Regions from separate parts of the Sus scrofa genome. Here regions 1 and 2 are each linked to region 3. The links are chromatin contacts, called in public Hi-C maps. All regions are on one chromosome and are shown on one strand. Each heading gives the region's core, a stretch centred on a gene start, on an enhancer-like site or on the middle of the called end of the contact. The rest is flanking DNA. Distances are from core to core; before and after follow the strand shown. Region 1 overlaps MAPKAP1 (target of rapamycin complex 2 subunit MAPKAP1). Region 2 overlaps PBX3 (pre-B-cell leukemia transcription factor 3). Region 3 holds the start of PBX3 (pre-B-cell leukemia transcription factor 3).

The links. A called contact is a pair of places that touch in the nucleus more often than the background predicts.
Region 1: a Hi-C map of liver shows a contact between it and region 3, with 3 times the contacts expected there. The contact joins the enhancer-like site here to the promoter of PBX3 in region 3. A contact is called at or near these places in 1 of 5 promoter capture datasets (fetal liver), 3 of 47 Hi-C or Micro-C datasets (embryonic fibroblasts, heart right ventricle and liver) and 1 of 2 datasets of contacts at active chromatin or transcription factors (skeletal muscle).
Region 2: a Hi-C map of skeletal muscle shows a contact between it and region 3, with 2.3 times the contacts expected there. The contact joins the enhancer-like site here to the promoter of PBX3 in region 3. A contact is called at or near these places in 1 of 5 promoter capture datasets (liver) and 4 of 47 Hi-C or Micro-C datasets (embryonic fibroblasts, heart right ventricle and skeletal muscle).

Annotation. Positions count from the first base shown.
Region 1 is chr1:266,137,309-266,141,074 of Sscrofa11.1, forward strand. It overlaps MAPKAP1 (target of rapamycin complex 2 subunit MAPKAP1), which reads right to left. Exons shown (of 11, transcript XM_021068873.1): 8 at 2,056-2,196. Among named protein-coding and RNA genes, the nearest start is that of GAPVD1, 190 kb to the left of the region's middle. Within about 2 kb of position 2,078, at least 8 of the 83 cell types and tissues checked have an H3K27ac peak or open chromatin away from gene starts, as enhancers often do. A contact at or near this core is called in fetal liver and liver, where this site is marked.
Region 2 is chr1:266,525,845-266,529,577 of Sscrofa11.1, forward strand. All of the region lies in intron 2 of PBX3 (pre-B-cell leukemia transcription factor 3), which reads left to right. Among named protein-coding and RNA genes, the nearest start is that of PBX3, 140 kb to the left of the region's middle. Within about 2 kb of position 2,232, at least 47 of the 83 cell types and tissues checked have an H3K27ac peak or open chromatin away from gene starts, as enhancers often do. A contact at or near this core is called in liver and skeletal muscle, where this site is marked.
Region 3 is chr1:266,380,998-266,384,764 of Sscrofa11.1, forward strand. It overlaps PBX3 (pre-B-cell leukemia transcription factor 3), which reads left to right and starts at 2,314. Exons shown (of 9, transcript XM_021068936.1): 1 at 2,314-2,603; 2 at 3,541-3,614. The coding sequence starts at 2,404.

The sequences.
Region 1 (3,766 bases), core at 828-3,327, 240 kb before region 3:
TTTCCGGACGGCTTCGTGCAGGCTTTTTAGAACGGAGTGTGATCATCTGCTTTCTAAGGAGGAAGTGAGGGCCTGAATACAAACCGGAACAGGAAATGAACCTGTCTTTCCACTGCGTGATATGGTGCTCATGGGCACAGTCTGTCTGACTGTCAGAAAATTCCCTGCGACTAATTAGTGAAGTTTTTGCTTATATTGCTAGAGACTGAATTTAGATTCATAGCAGAAACAAATGCTCTGACGACATCCATTTTAGAAGTGCGTCAGAATCGTGACTCTCCACCAGAGGGCGCTGTGGGTGCCACTGGAAGCATCCAGAGGCGCCAGGGACCGGCTTCTGGTCCCCTCACTTCCGAGAGCCACCGTGGTAAAGAGAGGTACCTGCATTACTCTCAGCATCCACTTCCACCTGCCAAGTCTCTGTCGAGACTACAGGTGAAACCTTGTCAACAGGGCCACTACCTAATCCGAGTGATCTGGTTAAATACTTTCAAGATGGTGCGCTAGGAGAGAAACCAATGAGCAACACAAATGGTAATGACTGTGATCACCACACCACTGAGATAAGCTACCACCAGAACACAGCGCCCTCGGACCACCTTCACACACAATCTCAAAGGTAAACATTATAACTCCCACTTCGGAAATGACAAACGTTAAGACTGAAAGGGGAGTTCCCATCGTGGCTCAGCGGAAAGGAACCTGACTAGTCTCCATGAGGATGCAGGTTCGATCCCTGGCCTCACGCAGTGGGTTAAGAATCTGGCATTGCCCTGAGCTGTGGTGTAGGTCACAGACGCAGCTTGGATCCTGTGTTGCTGTGGCTGTGGTGTAGGCCAGCGGCTATGGCTCCGACTGGACCCCTAGCCTGGGAACCTCCAAATGCCATGGGAGCGGCCCTAAAACGACAAAAGACTGATAGGGGAGGGGACTTATTTAAGCCGAAATTGCAAATAAGCGGTAAAGCTGGGAGTCAAACCAGTTCTTGCCTGTAGAGCTTGGGCTCTCTGCACTGATTCTTCTGTGAACTTTTTCCTCTATCTGAATATACTAATCAGAATCGGATGAATTCAAGTTTGGCTTTTTGCCTCTGGAAACCATCTGGGGAAAAAAAAGTCCATCCTCTGTTAGGGAGGAGATGCCCTCAGGTTGGCTAGACTAGGGTTCTGCCCCTGATACCATTACCTTCTTACCCGCTGTGTGAGCTTGGGCATGAGCCTCCACCTCTCTGCACCTCGCCTACATTCTCTGTCAGATGGAGACAGCAAAAACATCTGCCTTTAAGGCGGGTTAGTAGTGCAGGTGAAGCACTTATGAGCCAGCACAGTGCCTAGTGCGTAGTGGACACCTAAGATGACAGCCATGAGGATAACGACGACGATGGCCTATGAATATCGTGTGGACCACTACGACTCTCCTAGTCCTGTGAGGTTCAAGTCAAAACAGAGATTTAGGGAGTTCCCTGGAGGCTCAGTGGGTTAAGGATTCAGCGCTGTCACGGCAGGGGCTTGGGTTCAATCCCTGGCCCTGGAGCGTCTGCATGTTATAGACGTGGCCAAAAAAAGAAAAAAATCCGCAGACATTTTTTACACAAATTAACCCCAAATAGTAATTGAAATTTAGTTCCAAATTATCTGGTGAGGATCCAAATTTAACTTCTGAGATCATTAAAAGCCTTCCTGAATAAAGGCATGAATGAATAAGCAATGAATTCACTGAGTAAGAAAAGGCAAGTGGCAATGTTACAAAGCAGTTCTGAGGATAGGATGAAAGAGAATCACAGAATGAAAAGAATTATGCAACTTCATGGAAGTCAATCAGCTTGAAAAAGAGTCTCAAGTTAGTTCTATTTCTAATCTTCTGCTTCATAAAAAAGGAGACAAGACAGAGCGCTCCTGTGGGGAAAAGGAGTTACTTTACATTTCATTGTTTCAACATTTTCTCTGAAAACAAATTACCGTTCGTCACTGAGATCCTATAAAAGCTGCATGTTGTTTCTTTCCCTGTTTCTACACTGACCAGGGACAGAAGGCTCTCCTCTGTTTACACACTTACCTAACTGCACGTCGGTTGTGAATCGGAGTCTGTGGATCATGCTGACTTTGAATGACTTGTAATGGTGGCTGCTCAGCATGTCCTGTACTGTAGCTATGTCAATTTGCGAATCCTCCTCAAAAACCCCGTCTGCCCTTGAACCTGGGGAGGAGAAAGCAGTTTAACACATAAAGATACATGAGGCTTGGCAAATGGTGTCTGCTTAAAATGCTTTGGGATAAATTAAAATAATATGGGCTATTTAATTTGGAAAAGAAAAGGCTGAGCGATGACTTAATAATGCCATTCCAGTAAACAGAGAACGGTAACATATTAATCATTCAACAATTAATTCCATAAACAGTGCCTCTTCTATGGCAGGCCCTTGGCTGGGCAGCAGCAATACAGAGGGTAGAAAAACTCCCGCTCACCAGAAGCTCTCAGTCTCCCCAGAAGTAAGTCAAAATCACAAAAGCATGTGTGGCCACGCTTCTTTTTCTTTTTCAGGCCACACCCACACATATGGAGGTTCCTAGGCTAGAGGTCGAATCAGAGCCACAGGTGCCGGCCTATGCCACAGCCACAGCAACGCCAGATCCGAGCTGTATCTGCTACCAATGCCACAGCCACAGCAACGCAGGATCCCTGCTGCGTCTATGACCTACACCACAGCCCAGGGCTATGCGCTGGATCCTTAACCCACTGAGTGAGGCCAGGGATTGAACCCCTGTCCTCATGGATCCTAGGAGGATTCGTTTCCGCTGTGCCACAATGAGAACTCCCTTGCTTCTTTTTCTAGTCAGCTTCCTGTCCTGTGCCCTAGTCTCCACTGGTTCGGGTCCAAGCCTGCCTGAACTTGGATGGCTCTAACAGTCTCCTTTAGGATTCCTCTAGGGTTCCCTCTGTAGGACTTTGTGATTCATCTTTCTAAAGCTTTGATCAGTCATTCACTCATCAAACGTTTAGGGAGAGCTCTGCACACTAAGTACTCGGATACTGATACTGGGGACAATTAAGAAGACTGGCTCAGAAATCTCCCCTGGCTTCCCAAGGCCTCCGCAATGAAGCAAACTCTTTTCCACCAAGCAACCAAGGCTGTCCACACTCTTGCTGAAACAAAATTTTCCCAATTTTACCAGTCACTTCTCACACATACCTCCTCTCAGCTCCTCCCAAACTCAGACTGTATACAGGTTCAGGTTTTTCTACTTCTGGGCCTTTGCTCAAGAGGTACCTCTGGCCTAGAATACTCCTTCCACCCTCATCCAGAATCTGTCTCCACTCAGACTAGCTCAGACTCCACCCCGACCTGAATTCCATAGCAGTTGGTTATACTGCATTCTGGAGCCAAGGGGACCTGGGCTCAAATCCTGGCTCCTGCCTTGAACTTACCTTGATCTTGGGCAAGTAAGTGACTGTTTCTCTGACCCCCCATATCTGACATTCAGAGACTATCAAAATGTATTTAAAGAATCTAATATACAATAGGCTTAATAAATAGTGGTCATGATTATTTTTATTCTAATGCCATATGGATCATATTCAGCTTTGCACTAGAAAGGTTGAGCAGTTGCTCTGTCCTAAATTGGAAGCTTTGTGAGGATCAGGAAATTTCTCATTCATCTCTACACCTTTTCCTGAAAGCAGTACTAATTTTGCTAAATAAACAAGTAAAGTAAATCAATGATAATAGCAACAGCTAATACAACAGGCATGGTGCTGAGCCCTTCAT
Region 2 (3,733 bases), core at 982-3,481, 140 kb after region 3:
CGCCAATTTAATAGCATATTATTAAGAACAAAATCAATGAGCTGCAGGTTTCACACCAGTATCTCAAGGGACGTTTCTGTTTATACTTCACTGCACTGATTCTAAATTTGGTGTCCTTTTAAAAACATCAGGGGTGATATTTTAATACATGATATTTTAAGTTCTTAAAAGTAAAAAGTTCCAGAATTAGAGGGCTAATTTAGTTACTAATAGAAAGTAAGGGTGAATTTATCTTATATTTACCAAGCACAGTGACTAGACATAAAGCAGCATATGTTAATAAAGAAGTTATTAACTACATGATGCCAATAAGAATTTTAGTGCAGTAAAATGAGATTCAGGAGATAAGATTACTGTGTATGGTCAATCTGTGAGTTCTCATTTTTTTTGATGTAGGAGCTTTTTGTGATGAGTCAGTTATATCATGTAAAGAGAGGAGCCCAAACTTGGCTAATGTTGACTTACAATTGAAAGTAATAGACCTCTATCACCTCTAGTAAAAGACCTGAAGCAGTGCAGGAATGTATGCATTTAGACATAAAAGAAATGTTACTTCTTTGGAGAAAAATGATTTAATGTGCAGAGAAGGGTTATTCATTTTTAAGAGATTAAAAATGACTTGACTATAATACCTTTAATTTGTAATAATGGTCTGACGGCTGCTTCCTGTCTAACATAAACCTTTTGATCGGCATGTCCATTTTGATCTCTTCTGTCATGTAGTGTATTGAATGGATAAAGGAATTATTTTCAGTTATTGTGCATATCCTTAATTAAGCCGGTAAAGACATGCAGGTAGATTTAGTTCTCAACCACTTAATAGGCAAATATGTATAAGGTTATTCTGTGGCCTACAATTGACCTCTTTGTGTGGAGGAATTCCCTGAGAACATTCAGGATTAAGTCACTGTGCTACATGAGAGGAGAGGTGGCACACATGCTTCACAGAAACAGACACTCTCACTTGATGGCATTATTTGGGAGACTTAAGATTTGATATTCCAATGGTGTAATTGTTGTTCCTTAACAATGCCTAACACATTTGCAAGCTGAAAATTACAACGTTGTCATTCTTACTGGATTGGGGGTGTCTGTTTTGGAATGTATTTCATCTTCTTTCATAAATTGTGTAAAAACTAAATATTAGGAAAGTTTTGGATTTGATTACTTAGCACTGTAAAAACACTTAGAGCCTTAATGCAACTAATAATTTGATCAAAAATTTATACTATTGTGTTTAAGTCTAACTGAATCTAAGTGTACATTTGAGATGTAAATTCTTAATTTTTAAAATAATATTTTTTGTAGGTCTAGAAAGTATAGCAGGATTTCCTGCTAATTTAGGTCAGGCAACGTAAGGCTTGGGAACTCACATTTTCTGCTCTTTTGGAAAAGAATATATCCAACATGGAATATTGTGGATAATCGTGAATATTAAGTAAAAAATACTTTTAAAATATATGTTTTGGTGTAAAATATGCTTTGCAAGTTTACTCATTACACTGACTTTTTAAGTTTTGTTTCCCATGGCAGGTTATGGAAACAAAACAATGACCACAAAGTACAATAAAATGTCCTTATTACAGTTTGATTGTAGGTACAGTAGCAGTAATATAAATCAGGCACCTTATTGAAGGGCTCTTGAGCATCCCCAGAGACATCAGCCTTAATTTCAGTTACGTTGTGGGGTCGCCCACGATTCCCCCTGGTTTCTCCGAGTAACTCACTGACCCGCGGAAAGGTGTCTCTTGGTCCTGGCCTCTTCCTCCCTGGTTGTGGTTGTAGAAGGGAGGCTGCACGCACATGGAGTAGGAGCGGGTTTGCACATGCACGGCCCGAGCCAAGACTCGCTTGGCTGTGCACACACGCAGCAGCCTCACTCTTTTCAAGTCCGAGTTCTGCATAAAGAGGTGTTAGGAACCTAGTTCCTAAACAATCTAGAGAGAGAAATAATGGATGTGTGGGAGCTGAGTTTAAGCCCGAATTTTCTTTCCTCAGTAGTTTTTGTTCTCAATCACCTTGATGAAACAATCTTGAAGCCGCTCCGCTTTCCGTGGCATTTGGAATGAGTCCCTGACAGGCTGATTTTCCACCCCTGTTGTGATGCTGCTTTCTCTAGTTAATATTCCTGTGTAAGTGTCGCACAAAAGTAAACCCAAAGAGCCCGCACATGACATGGAGGCTGCTCCATTTACATTAATTATGCAGTCAGGGCGGTGTGAATTCGCTGTCAGCCGCAGGGGCGGGGGCGCGCCGCGGCGGGGAGCTGGGAGCGGGAAGCGGACCCGGCCGCGGGGCCTCTCCGCGCGGCCGCGGGAGGGGGAGCGGGGATCACCCGGGCCGGCGAGCCGCCGCTCGGCGTGCGGAGAACAATGGGCGCGCCCCGAGAGCCGCGGGGCAGAGCGGCGCGGCAGCCCCAGCCGCTCCCCGCCAGCGGCGGTCCCGGCCGCGCCCGGCGGTGGTGAACGCCGGGTCCGGCAGGCGCCGAGGAGGCCAGTGCTCCCTCCCCGGCAGTCTGCAGCTGGCTTTGTGCCGTGGGGTCAGCGGCACCTGGGAGGCAGCCCTGCTTGCGAGTTCGTGCCTTTCAAATCGGAGCCCGAAACTTGGTTTGAGGCCTGGCGATTGGTAGAGGCTGGATTTCCTTGATTTCAAAGATCTAGGCTACTGCCTACTCGGGTATCACAGAGGAGGTCGGCAAAATCATGTGAACGTCTTCGACCGTTAGGAAAAAATTCCAAATGGGCTGCAAAACGTGGACACCCTGGGAAAATGGTGATCAAGAAAAAAATTAACTCTCTAACCCCTCACCATAAATATGAGGGGCAGGTTTCCTGCCGTAATTGGCTCTGAAGCACCCCAACTTAATGGCTGTTTTTCACTGGGAGACGGAATTCCATAGGGAATTTAATTGTACAAACATTTGTTGAGTGAGTACCTACTATGTCCTAGGAGATGGGAAGTTACTACCTCATTATTACTGTATGGAAAATATTCCAGAAAATTTACATTATTACTCTTTCCAGGATTTAAATCTGGAAACCATTGAAAATGTGCTCTTCTTGTCACTGCTACCTGGACCTCGGCCCTCCCCCCCCCCATCCATTTCCCCAGTGACTTGGCTTTAGTTAGGAAGTATTGGGAATGGTAGGTAGGATGAATGTGCTTTATTTATTCTTTTTGCACCTTTAAAGAAGTACAGATTATTTTGCAGTATTTCTGCAGTGTAGTGTATGCATCTCATTGTGTGGACCTGGAATTGTGTGCTTACAAGGAATGACTGGCCAAATATCCCTGTCTGGAGAACAGCAGAACACTGAGATTGGAAAAGATGAATAAAGGGATGATTTGAAAAATCTTGCCCCTTTTTTTAGATTTGCAAAAACAATTCCAAGGTCATATTTTGCACTTTTCTTTAAAATAAAGGATTACATGTACATGAGTAAGTCATGTCACATTCAGCTAGGAGTAACCACACTGAAAATTTTTCCAAAAGGAACTAGGCCATCCTCTCAAGGCCATGTGTAGTAGCCAGCCATGATGACTTTTAGCTCTCTTCTAGCCAAAGTCATAATTTCTGAAGAAATCAGTGTAGTACCTTTATCATTTTCTTTACTTACTTTTTTAAATAAACAGATGAAAGGTATAACTTTAACAATGTGTAATGCTTTCTTTTGACATTTGTACTGTGTACTTGTTCCAAAATGGACTGTTTTTTGAAAAAAAGAAAAAAAGT
Region 3 (3,767 bases), core at 1,064-3,563:
GTTTCAGGTAAGACAGCTTATGAATTTGGGGAAGGAACAAGAGAACTTTTCAGACCCACTGAACCAAGGGACCCATCTAGGGTGAGCTCCAGGAGGGAAAATATATTGAAAAAATATATCGAAGCTCTGCTTGGGAAATCGGGTTAAGAGAAAGCTCGAGGTCCACAAGAGGTGGAAGTCTAGATCTCCAAATAATGTGAGCATTAAGTCGTTTGTAGGCAGGTACAATGGAAAAAACGGTATTAGAGATATGAAAATCTTGGCTAGAGTCACTTTTTTTTTTTTGAAGCAGTAGCTGATGTCTTTATTTATTTGCTTTTACAAAACCTTTCCTCATAATTTATTTATTTATTTGCAGTTCAGTGAATTTTATTGTACTGACAGTTATACAACCATCATCACAACCTAATTTCAGAACATTTCCATCCCAAAGCCCCAGCCCACCCCTCTTTTCCCAATCTGTCTCCTTTGGTAACCATAAGTTTTTCAAAGTCTGTGGGTCTGTTTCTGTTTTGCAAATAAGTTCACCCTATTCTTTTTTTTAAGATTCCACATGTATGTCGGAGTCACCACCATTGACTCATAGTAGTGGGGTAGATTGATACGTGGAATCCATCCTATCCTTAAATAAACATATCTTTGTAATAAAGAGTTCATTTTTCAGCTTTGATCTATCTGGAGACAGCGAAAAGCAAAAGCCGCTGCCGAAGAAGTAGTCCCGGATTACCAGGAATTGCCCAGTGTGTAAAAGGTTGTAAACCTTAAATTGGTCTTAGATGTCACGCTCTTCCCCTCCTCCGGGTTCCACTTTCCTCTGATTCATTTTCATGTGCTCCTTTTTCAAGAGAAAGTGGTATGTCACTCAGATCCGCTCAGTGCAAGTATCAAGCATGTGGGACAACGGGCTCCCACCTTACCTGGTCACCTCTTGAGGGACGGCACCAGGCCCAAAGGCGGGCGCCAACTCCAAGCTGTGCCCTCTCGGTTACTATGGTGATCGCGGGGTGGGCGGGGCCACCATTCCCTGCGTTTCCCCCCCCTCTGCCCAGGACTTTTCGAACGCTCCAATAGGGACAGCCCTTTCTTGACTCTGTCCCGCCCCGCTCGGCTCCGAGAGTGATTCGATTGGTTTGCAAACAGGCGGTGGGGTACCCCAAGGATACCACCTCAAAACGGGAAGAGCGGGAAAGTGTACAAGGCGCTGTCCGAGGCGTGAAGCTCACAGCGCTGTGGGGAAGCACATGGTTGGCCTTGGAACGAGTTGCCCCGTGTCCTGTATACAACTCTACACACTCAGGACTGCTAGCACTAGAGACATGAGCCGGGGTGCGGGCACACCGTTTGCGGGCCGGGGCGGCCCATCCCGGCGATAGAGGACAAGACGAGGCGTAAAGATCCGGTGGCGCGCTCTCGGGCGCTGGGGATCAGAGGCCAGAGTGGGCGGGCAGAAGTCCGGGGGCGGTGCCAGCGGCGGCGGCGGGAGGCGCAAGGCCCAATGAGTGCGCGCACCGCCCCCGGGGGCGGGGCTTTGGGGAGCGCTCCCCCCGCCCTCCCACACGCCCCCGCCCCTCCCCCCGGGCGCCGGGGCCGCAGTGAGTGAGTGGCACTGGCAGCCTGTCAATCCCTCAGCCGAACGGCCTTCGAGCCCGGTCCGCGGCGGCTGCTGGCAGGGTGCGCGGCTCCGGCAGTGGCGGCGGCGACTTCTCCCGCCCCATCAATCTGCTGTCCGCCCGGCGCGCGGCCCGCCGGGGCCCTTCCTCGGGCTCCGCGCCCCCACCGCGCCTGCCCGCTCGCCCGCTCCCAAACTTTCCTCCTCCGCCCCCTCTCGCTCCCCTCGGCCCTCCCGCCGGCCTCCTCCTCCGCCGCCGCCGCCTGCCGCCGCCGCTCCCTCCCCCGGGGCCGCCGGGGCTCGGATCCCGCCCGGCCGAGGTGGCCGAGGCGGCGGCGGCGGCGGCGGCGGGGGCCGAGGGAGGGGAGTGCGCAGGCTGGCGCGGGTGGCGGCGGGCGTCCCAACAACTCGGCCGGTGCTGAGGAGCAAGTTGCGCGGGGCCACCCGGCGGGGCGCGCGGCGGCGAGGAGGCGGCGCGGCGGCCGCGTGAGGGCAGCGGGCGCCGCTGCCTCCGCCTCCGCCACCGCCGCGGAGCCCAGCGCTTCCGCCCGGCGCTTCTCCTCAGCCTCCGCGGCGGCGGAAGCCGGAGCCGGGCGCCCGTCTGCACCGCCTCAGCCGCGGGCCCCGCCGGCCGGGCCGCCCCCTCCCCGCGCGGGCGGGGAGCGCGCGGCCGCCTCCCCCTCCCCCTCCCCCTCTTTCTTCTCCTCCCTCGTCGCCGCCGCCGCCGCCGCCGCCGCCGCCTCAGCCTTCGCCTCAGCCGCCGCCGCCGCCCGCTCCCGCCCGCGCGCGGCGGGATGGACGATCAATCCAGGATGCTGCAGACTCTGGCCGGGGTGAACCTGGCCGGCCACTCGGTGCAGGGGGGCATGGCCCTGCCGCCTCCCCCGCACGGCCACGAAGGGGCGGACGGCGACGGCAGGAAGCAGGACATCGGCGACATCCTCCACCAGATCATGACCATCACCGACCAGAGCTTGGACGAGGCGCAAGCAAAGTTGGTGTCGTCTCATTAAGCATCTTTTGTGTGTGTGCGGGAGCCGGGCCCGCGGCAGAGTCCGGCCCCGGGTGGCGCCCGGGCCGGGGGCCTCAGCCCCGGGGCGGGGAACTTTCTCCGAAAACAGGCCGCCCGCCCGGGCCTCGCGGGGGACTTGCCCCGCGCCCCTCGACGCAGGCGGGAGGCGGCAAAGTTGCTCTCGGGGCGCGGGACGGACTTGGTGCCGCGTGGATTGTGTGGGTTTCTCTCACCCCCGCGTCCGGCCCTGTGGCAGCCCGGCCCCCTCGTACGGATTCAAACCTCCCGCCCGGACCCCGGTGCACGCCGCGGCGAGCGGGCCCCGGGCCGCACTTGAGGGAAGTGCAACTTTCTGCTCGGCCGGGAGTCCCGGCGCCCGGCTCCGCCTGGCCGCCGGACGACCTCGCTGTGCGGGCGGCCGCCCCGGCCCCGCCGCGGGGCGATGGGCGGTTCCCCGGCGGGTCCGGGCGCAGGCGGCCAAGTTCTCGGGAAGGGAGGGCCGCCTGGCAAACTTTGCCAAGCTGTCACCGCCCGCTGGCCGCAGTCGGCCGGCCGCCCGTGCGCGCCCGCTCCCCCGGCGGAGGGCGGACGCAGGAGCCCCTCCACGCCGTCCTGTCCCCTGGGTCGCCGCCGTCTGCCCCCGGATCGCGGTTGCCCGCGCGGGTTCGCGCCCTGCGGTCGCCGAGGCTGCTGCCTGCCGGGCAGATGGGTCGCGCTTCGTTCGGGCTGGAGCTTTGGCTGCCGGAGCTTGCCGGCTGTCGCCAACTGAGTCAACTTGAGTTCTGTTGACTTGCCGTGGTTCCAAAGAGCCTTCCAAAATAGGGGGCCGGAATGAAATCTTGGGTCTAAGTTAAAGGAAGGCGCCATATTATTCCATAGGTGATGCTAATACCTTTGTGTTTTGCTATTTGTTTTTTAGGAAACATGCCCTGAACTGTCACAGAATGAAACCCGCGCTCTTCAGCGTCTTGTGCGAGATCAAAGAGAAAACAGGTAAGACGCTGCGCCCGGCCGTGGGCCTGGAGACCCCCGAGGTGGGGTCCGAGCTACTCCTTCGACTCTCCAGTTGAGAGCTGCTGCTTTTGGGCACCGCCATCTTTGATCATTCTTTCCTTCCCACCTCCTGATCTTGAGGAAAAACTGCAA